Regions from separate parts of the Mus musculus genome. Here region 2 is linked to region 1. Evidence: chromatin contacts called from public HiChIP or PLAC-seq data. All regions are on one chromosome and are shown on one strand. The core of a region is the stretch at or near the end of the contact, and the rest is flanking DNA. Distances in the headings are between cores, read along the strand shown. Region 1 holds the start of 4933404K08Rik (RIKEN cDNA 4933404K08 gene). Region 2 holds the start of Zfp322a (zinc finger protein 322A).

Region 1 (4,046 bases), core at 472-2,971:
GATTGTACTATACTCACCATACCTTTAACACAAAACCAGGTGCTGCCCAGTTCTGTCATCCTTTTCCTGATCCCTCTGTATTCTTTCTAGAGTGTTCTTTAATCCTATACAGGAATTTGGTATTTCTGCCTAGTCAACATTAGAAATTAGAACTAAGGTATTCTCTCACAGCTTTGAGAGAATACATGTGCCAAGCAAAGCCAGGTTGTGGCTAGATGGACCAGTATAGAAGGAGAATTTTTAAATATGTAAAAATGGGGACTATTTTGTTGGGAAGCAGAATTCACATTCTTAGGATGTCACTAAATGTTGTGCCAATGGGGAAGCAGGAAGAGACCATCGGTTCTGTTTGTGATAAGAAAGCTGGAATGAGGCATTAGTATTAAAAAGGGTCTATAGAAGAATATAGTAGATGCAGGGTAATGGTAAATATCCCATAAGTAAACAAGAAATAAGAAAGGATTGTTTGGTTTGAAGAGATCAGTTCAAAGCTGTTGGAAAATTCCACCAGACCCCTGAGCACGTAGGCACCCCACCTCTCCTGGAAGAGACAAATCAGAAAGCACATAGGCACCCCTTCCCTTCTGAAAGAGACAGGTCAGAGAGCAAGTAGGCCAGAAGGGAGAGGCTGTTTAAGCCCCTACCCACTCAGTTTAAAAAGGCACACTGTTCTGTCAATCATATTGTGCCTAGTTGCTGATGCTCATATAAAAACTCGCCACCCAATGGGCCACCCAGGGTTGCTACCTCTCCTTCAGGTTTGGGACAACCCCAGCACACTGGAACAATAAATTCCTCTTGCTTTTGCATCGATTCCTGACTCCTCATGTCTCAGAGAGTTCCTGATAATTAGGCTCATCAGAGACTTAAAGGTTGGGTTTTTTTGGCTTGAGTTTTTTGTTTTGTTCTGTTCTGTTCTGTTCTGTTCTGTTCTGTTCTGTTCTGTTTTCAGATGTGGCAGGAAGATAACCTGAGAAAACTAACAGGCAAAATGGACCATGATTTAATGATAAAGAAGAAATGCAGAAACTGAAGAGAAAAAACAAATGAACCTCTTCTGACATAACCAATGTATTGTAAATCTTCTATGTTTTCTTTTTAATTCTATTGTTGTAACCAGAGTAGTGAGACATTCAGATATCAGAGTTACTGCCCTAGAGTGAGAGATTTGCTATACGTCTGCAAAAATCAGGTTAGTAATCTATGGCTGTGCATGACTATGTTTCCGGCAAATGGAGCTCAATGGGGAACTTTTCCCCTTGTTGTGCAAGGGTGAGTCTAAGGTCAGAAGAGGACTGAGTTAGAAAATAAGGAACGTGTGTGGAACATGACAGTGTTGAGTGTCTAGTGGTTAGGATTTGGCGCACTCACAAACATGGCCAGGGTTCAATTACTGATCAGGGAATCAAGCCGCCATGGGCCAATTACTGGCCACAAGTCTCGCACGCGCTCGACTGGCCAGGAAGAACGACACTGCAACAGGATCCTTCTGCACACGTTTATTGGGAGAGCTTGATTGTAGAGGCGAAAAGACCTCGAGCCCAGAACTGGTGCTGCTTTTATAGGCCTAGGACAGGCGTTCTCTCTCATCTGATTGGTTAACTTGTCTCTCATCTGATTGGTTAACTTGTCTCTCATCTGATTGGTTAACTTTTGTCAATTCTCAAAACCTCACCTTGGCAAAAGAACCTTTACTGGCTATGTATGTGTGGTGGCCAGCTGTAGCCAACTGCCACTCTGTAACTGCCACTCTGCAACGGCTTCCCACACACAAGGATAGGCCAGACTGAGGAAGAAAGACAGAAACTGTGGGAATGTTTCTGACTGCAGACAGACCTTGCTAGAATAGCACGCTGGGGATCTTCCACTAGAAGGTTGTGACTAACACTCCCTTCTTGGAATGACCCAACAAAACAAGCTTTACAAGATAGCCCCGACCAGCAAGGCAGGTGCAGACCAAAAATGTTTCAGTTCCGTCTTCAGGTGACTAAAACCTCACCTTACCCAGGGCCATCAGTGCTGCTTAGGGAAGGTCATGAAACACTGGCCTCTCCGGAAGGGAGACGTTAATTACCATTTTTGGGGGGAGAGGGGGATGAAAAGGTCAGCACGGGCCACCAATGGGCTTAAACCAACACTTACTGTTACTAAAATCTACCCTTAAACTGTATAAAAAGTGTGTGCTTAGGAGATTCAGGGTTGCCTCTGCCCCGATTGCAGGACGGCCCCAGAGGGTTGGATCAATCTTGCTTGTTGCATTGATCTCCATCTCTGTTTCTGTGAGTGGGACATCCTGGAAGTAAGGCTCTTCGGGTCTTGCAACACAAGGGAGGAGAGAAAGAGTTTGCCAGGCTTCTGATGGAGAAAAGTTGACTAGCCACGTGAGTTCTTGAAACAGAGTGGCCACACAGGCTGCTTCTACAGACAGGCGGTGGGGGATGTAACAAACCAACTAAAGGCATGTGGAGACGTGCGGAGATAAGAATATTGATAAGGGCACACTTTTCCAGGCTGGAGATAGTAGTACCCAGTAACTGTATCAGAAGGCATGTTGAAAATGAGCATCCAAAAAAAAAAAAAAAAAAAGAAAAGAAAAGAAAAAGAAAGAAAATGAGCATCCTCCTCTTACCCTCTTGCCTCTCTCTTACTTCTAGCTCCCTTGCTCCCCTTCCCTAACTCCCTCTCTCCACATGGACCCTACTTCTCTACTCTCTCCTTCTCCCTGCCTTTCTCTGCCTCTGCTACCCTCTATACTCCCCTGCCCATGCTCTACATAAACTTTATTCTATAGGAAAAAAAGAAAATGAGCATCGTGTGTGTGTGTGTGTGTGTGTGTGTGTGTGTGTGTGTGTGTGTGTGTTTTATCTATAGATTCAAGGGAAGTTAGGTGGAGGCTGGTAGTGCAGCCCATTTCTGGAACTTAGGCAGGGTTGCGAAAGCAACATGAAACAGATGACATGCAAAGTGGAAGGCAAGAATCTGCTATTAGTTTAGGAATTCTCCGATAGAGCACACAGAGTGTTTTAAGTCTAGGAAGAGGGAAAATTGGCTTCTCAAGGAGCAGAGCTGAGTGAGTCTAGTGGGGGCTCCAGGGGCAGGAAATGTAAACAAAGGAACACAGTGGGAGCCTCAGCTCACAAACACTCCAATCCCCTGCTATGAAAAGAGAAGGGATGACTACTCTGAGGCAGAGATCCAGACAGTAAAAGCTGCCTATTTCCTAAAAGCAAGTAATTCAACTGGGTGTGGTGGTGCACGCCTTTAATCCCAGCACTCGGGAGGCAGAGGCAGGCAGATTTCTGAGTTCGACCCCAGCCTGGTCTACAAAGTGAGTTCCAGGACAGCCAGGGCTACACAGAGAAACCCTGTCTCGAAAAACAAACAAACAAAAACAAAACAAAACAACAACAAAAGCAAGTAATCATAGGATCGAATTCTAAAATTTGGTTTAATTGTTTTTAAAATTTAGGCCTTGATCTCATGAAGGTTGGGACAGGAGACAGTAAAAGCACTGTCTCAACAGATAGTATTTGTTTAGATCATTAAAATTCCTGGGCTAAAGAGTTGGCACAGCAGTTATGAGCACTAACTGCTTCTTCTGAAGGTTGTGAGTTCAAGTCCCAACAACCACATGATGGCTCACAACCATCTGTAATGAGATCTGACACCCTCATCTGGTGTGTCTGAAGACAGCTACAATATACTTACATATAATTAATTAATTAATTAATTAATTAATTAAAATTTTTAAAAAGCCAGGCGTGGTGGCACATTCCTTTAATCCCAGCACTTGAGAGGCAGAGGCAGGCGAATTTCTGAGTTCAAGGCCAACCTGATCTACAGAGTGAGTTCCAGGACAGAGAAACCCTGTCTCAAAAAACAAAAAAAAAAAAACAAAAAAAAAAAAAATTCTGGTTACTGGGCCAAGGGCATGCTATTTTGGGAGAAATTCTCTGCATTTGTGTTGACAGGAAAGGATGGACCCCTTCCAGAGTGCTATGGAGACTTCTGAAGAACTATAAAAGTTAAAGAAAAATCAAACATTC
Region 2 (4,046 bases), core at 801-3,300, 91 kb after region 1:
CATGGCCCTTCACACCACCTTACAGCATCACTATCCAACATTAAGAGATGTACTTTATGTACGTTCCCTTGTCTGTCTCTCCTACTAGAGCATAACATCTACTATGGTTAGGGTTTTGTCTTTTGGTTACTGCAATATCTGTAACATTTAGAATGCATCTGTTAAACAATTAAAAAAACAACAAGTAGCCAAGTCTCAGACTGAAAAAGGAGTATCATTATCCTTGGGTCTCCAATGTGCATCTGGCAAACACAAACCCATCCTCCAAATCCTTACTCCAGGCTACTGTCTCTAACATGCTTCCTTTACCCCTCCTAGGAAGGGAGGACTTCTGGTTTTTGTTTTGTTTTGTTTTTTTCACGAGCAACACCAGACTCCATTTCATAAGCGAAGAGCAGACAAAAGTTCAAATAGACAGGCTAAGCAACAAAACTTCAGAGCTCAAGATTCTTTTCGGTTAAAGGATATATGGGATGATCAAACAGTAAGTATTTAACGTATTGTCTTAAAAACCATACTTGCTGTACAGCCTCAGACCAGGGGTTGCCTCAATTTTCATTGATTACATGGATTATGGACATTTAATCCTCCCAAGAACACTGTAAAATCAAATATTACCACCATCTTACTGATAGAAAACCTGTTGCTATGACAGTTACCTAATTACACAAGAACTCACAGGCAGTTAAGTAACAGAGCCAGGTTTAAATATCCATCCTAGAGCCTGTCTGAGCATTGGGCACACTGCCTTCTTTGTATGGTAAATCAAAAGAAGGACAATTGTTGCAAATCTGCTGTGTATGCCTGTTAGAAAAATAGGTGTACTGAAAGGTTATCAAAGGGCCACTATGTTAGTCACCAGAAAGACCCTTTTCCTTTTCCCAAGTATGTTTTACCTTCTTTCTTGTCCCATCCCTACTCCAAAATTCACATTTATATAGAAACAGATGTATGCCACTTACCTTAACAAGAACCCAACGATTTATTTTTTTCAGATCCACAAGGTCTCTAATCCAGAAGTACTCATAATATTTAATTCTTCCCTCTCCTAGAGGAAAAAAGCAGCAATGTTGAATGAGCATGACTGCAAAGCTTACATTTTTCCTTTTAACAGTAGGCCATTTAAATAATGTCCCATGCACTCTCCAATCCTGACATCATCCTTCAGCAAAATTTTGCTCATTCTAATGTTTCCGTTCCTCCTTCAAGAAGCCGTTTCTTTCTGACCTGCTCTACACAAAATAACAAGAATTCTTCTAGCTGAGAGATTTTTAAGTTCAGAACAAAGCCCTGGGCCTTGTTTTTCTTGCTGTTAAGACGGGGAGAGTCTCACGTAGCTTAGGCTAGCTTCAAAATCGCTAGGCAGCTTAAACTGGCTTTTAATTCCCTATCCTCCTACCTCTACCTCAAACGCTCAGGTGACTGATAGGCGCATTATTATTTCAACTTCTGAGATCAAGGATTCATTCCTCGTGCACTAAAACCTGTAGGAATACGATTCATGAATGCAATGTTACACAGGACCAAGGCTGCTAAAAATAAATGACTATGGAATGCTTTGAGCAAACAGATTCTGCAGATTCCGGGGAACTCAACTAATCTCCGCCCTTAAGGCTGGGGGAGGGTCCCCCCAGTGCCCATGGTTGTCTAGACATTCAGGAAGGCTCCAGACTGCATTCGAGCCTGGCTCCATTACTACCTCCAGGACAGTCTCACAGGTTTCTCCTCCCAACTTTTCGTTGACAGCGACAAGAAGGGCGCCGCGCCTGGCCCGGACCCCTCTCACGGCCAAGGACCTCGAGGACCCGCTGAACGCTTACTCCGCCGCCCAGGGCGGCACTTCCGGTGACTGGACCCTCAAGCCGGAGCTTCCGGGGCCGAGCACTCGGCGATGGCCGATTCGGTCCCACGGTCTCCTAGGGAAGGAGAGTGGGCCGAGATGCTGAGAGGTCGGCAAGCCAACCGCCGGATACCAACCTGGAGAAGCGGTCCCCGCACACCACAAGGCCAAGACAAACCGCTCTCACCAGCAAGGACAGGGAGGCGTAGCCACGCCCCGAGGCACGTAACTACCCCTCATAGGGCTGCACCGGGATTCCGGGCCAATAAGCACCGGACCTCCCGAAATGGGCGGAACCTGAGCGCGCCTGCGCCCTGGCTCTTTCGCGTCCGACAACTACCTTTTCAGCTCCTGGAATTTGGGACTGCAGCAGCTCCGGTACCCACTGAATTGAAACCGTGCCCTGCGCCCGGTACTGCGGCTCTGAACTTCTGTTTTCTTTCTCCACGGCTGTTCAAATCAAGAGTTAGGAGTAGTGTCTCAAGGATAGATGCAGCGGACTCGGTTTTAAATACCTTGAAAAGCCGGAGAAGTGGAGAATTACAAAGGCTCTTTGGTGCTGTCACTCATGCCAGCAAACTATGAGAAGCTTTGAATAGGCAGCGGCGGCGTGGCCTTATTGCTGGAGAAAGCTGCGGGGAAACCGTGTTGAAAGGATTTCTGTCCTTTCTGATTGCGATTCTAGGCTGAAGACAGATTCAGAAAAAAAAACAAAAAACAAAAAAGAACAGTCAATATTTTCCCTACTTGAAAAAAAAAATGTATGTAGGCTGGCGAGATGGCTTCTGTCGAGAGTGAGGAGCAAAGAGTGCTTCTTGCTAAATAAAACCTCGCGACCTGAATTTGATCTCTGAGACCAATGTCAAAAGCGGAAAGAGAGAACTAACCGTAAAAGTTGTCTTCTGACAGGCATACACAATAATAAGTATATAATACACACACACACACACACACACACACACACACACATATATATATACTATACACATACACACATGTATATAACAAAAACCCTCACATGGGAAGTGAGTACTAGAATTCTCTGGTCTGGAGAAGAACTTGGATTGGCTGTTAAATTCTAGAGTTAGGGTCTGAGGATGGCAATTATGTATTCTGAATTCACTAATTCCTGTTTTCAGAATTTGCAGAATTTCTGCAGCTTATTTTAAATTAAAATTTTAAGACAAAAAATCCCACCAGTGTCATTCAAATATTTAAGTTTTTTTTCTTAGACTTATTTTCTATGTATGGGTGTTTTATCAGCATATATGTGCACGTGGTGTGTGCGCGCGCACTCTAGGAGGATGTCAGATCCCCTGGAACTGGAATAATGCATGGTTTATGAGCTACCATGTGAGTGCTGGCTGGAAAATGAACCAGGGTCATCAGCAAGAGCAAGTGGTCTTAAATGCTGAGCCATCTCTCTAGCCCTAATTTTAATATTTAAATAACTTTTTATTAACTGTTTTTAGTGTAAGATGTACCAAACACAATTCGAATCACACTATAGAATGAGCTGTGTATGGCTATATTAGGAAGAAATGTACACATGTTATTGCAGGAGAGTATGTGTTTATGCCATCCCCTTCAGCTATAAGAGTGTTGAGACAATGGACTCAAAGGATTGGAATTGTGATAGGAGTCTTCTGCTGAGAACAAGGAAAGGACTAGGGCCTTGGCCAGTGGGAGAGTTAGGGCAGGATTTCACACAGTCCTGACTGTGATGAGTGGGGCTACTTATGATTGTAGCTACCAGGACTCCTTACTTATGCACATCTCATGACCTTTAAAATATTCTGAACGTCGTGTTAGTGGTTGAACCCCTTTACTTACTCCTCTTCCTAGTGTGACCATATTGAGTAAACCGCTTTCACTGCTTTGTCTTGCTTGTCTTTTTGACAAATTGAAGACAGGTAGCTGAGCCTAGCTTGGTAGAGCTACCAAGGTCCATGCATAGACTCTTAACAGCCACTGTAAACCGGAAGATTAACTTGCCGACTTATACATTTAATAACGGGAAGCTGATTTGAACCAGAATCAATTACTGGAGCCGCCGCCATACTTATGGCTACCTCAGAGTATTGTGGGGAAGTGCTGGACAGCACATTACGAAGGTGTGATAAGTGCTGAGCCACTTTAGTCAAAATATTGGCCCAAGCAGAGTACTTAGTGCACTCAGTTTCTGAACATTCGTTGCTATTCTCTA

The links. HiChIP or PLAC-seq counts read pairs in DNA pulled down with a chosen protein or histone mark.
Region 2: a contact with region 1 is called in an H3K4me3 HiChIP or PLAC-seq map of fetal liver, with 3 times the contacts expected there. The contact joins the promoter of Zfp322a here to the promoter of 4933404K08Rik in region 1. A contact is called at or near these places in 4 of 39 promoter capture datasets (3T3-L1-derived adipocytes, the C10 cell line, embryonic stem cells and 1 more), 8 of 484 Hi-C or Micro-C datasets (8-cell embryo, the G1E-ER4 cell line, embryonic stem cells and 2 more), 9 of 115 datasets of contacts at active chromatin or transcription factors (the NIH/3T3 cell line, the SCID.adh cell line, acute myeloid leukemia and 5 more) and 3 of 9 other capture datasets (adipose tissue, embryonic stem cells and pancreatic islet).

Annotation. Positions count from the first base shown.
Region 1 is chr13:23,276,629-23,280,674 of GRCm38.p6, forward strand. It overlaps 4933404K08Rik (RIKEN cDNA 4933404K08 gene), which reads left to right and starts at 1,722. Exons shown (of 4, transcript NR_046038.1): 1 at 1,722-1,945; 2 at 2,221-2,381. The region is part of intron 1 of 4930557F10Rik (RIKEN cDNA 4930557F10 gene); the gene reads right to left.
Region 2 is chr13:23,367,158-23,371,203 of GRCm38.p6, forward strand. Zfp322a (zinc finger protein 322A) reads right to left here and starts at 2,051. Exons shown (of 5, transcript NM_001111107.2): 1 at 1,978-2,051; 2 at 963-1,048. All of the region lies in intron 3 of 4930586N03Rik (RIKEN cDNA 4930586N03 gene), which reads left to right.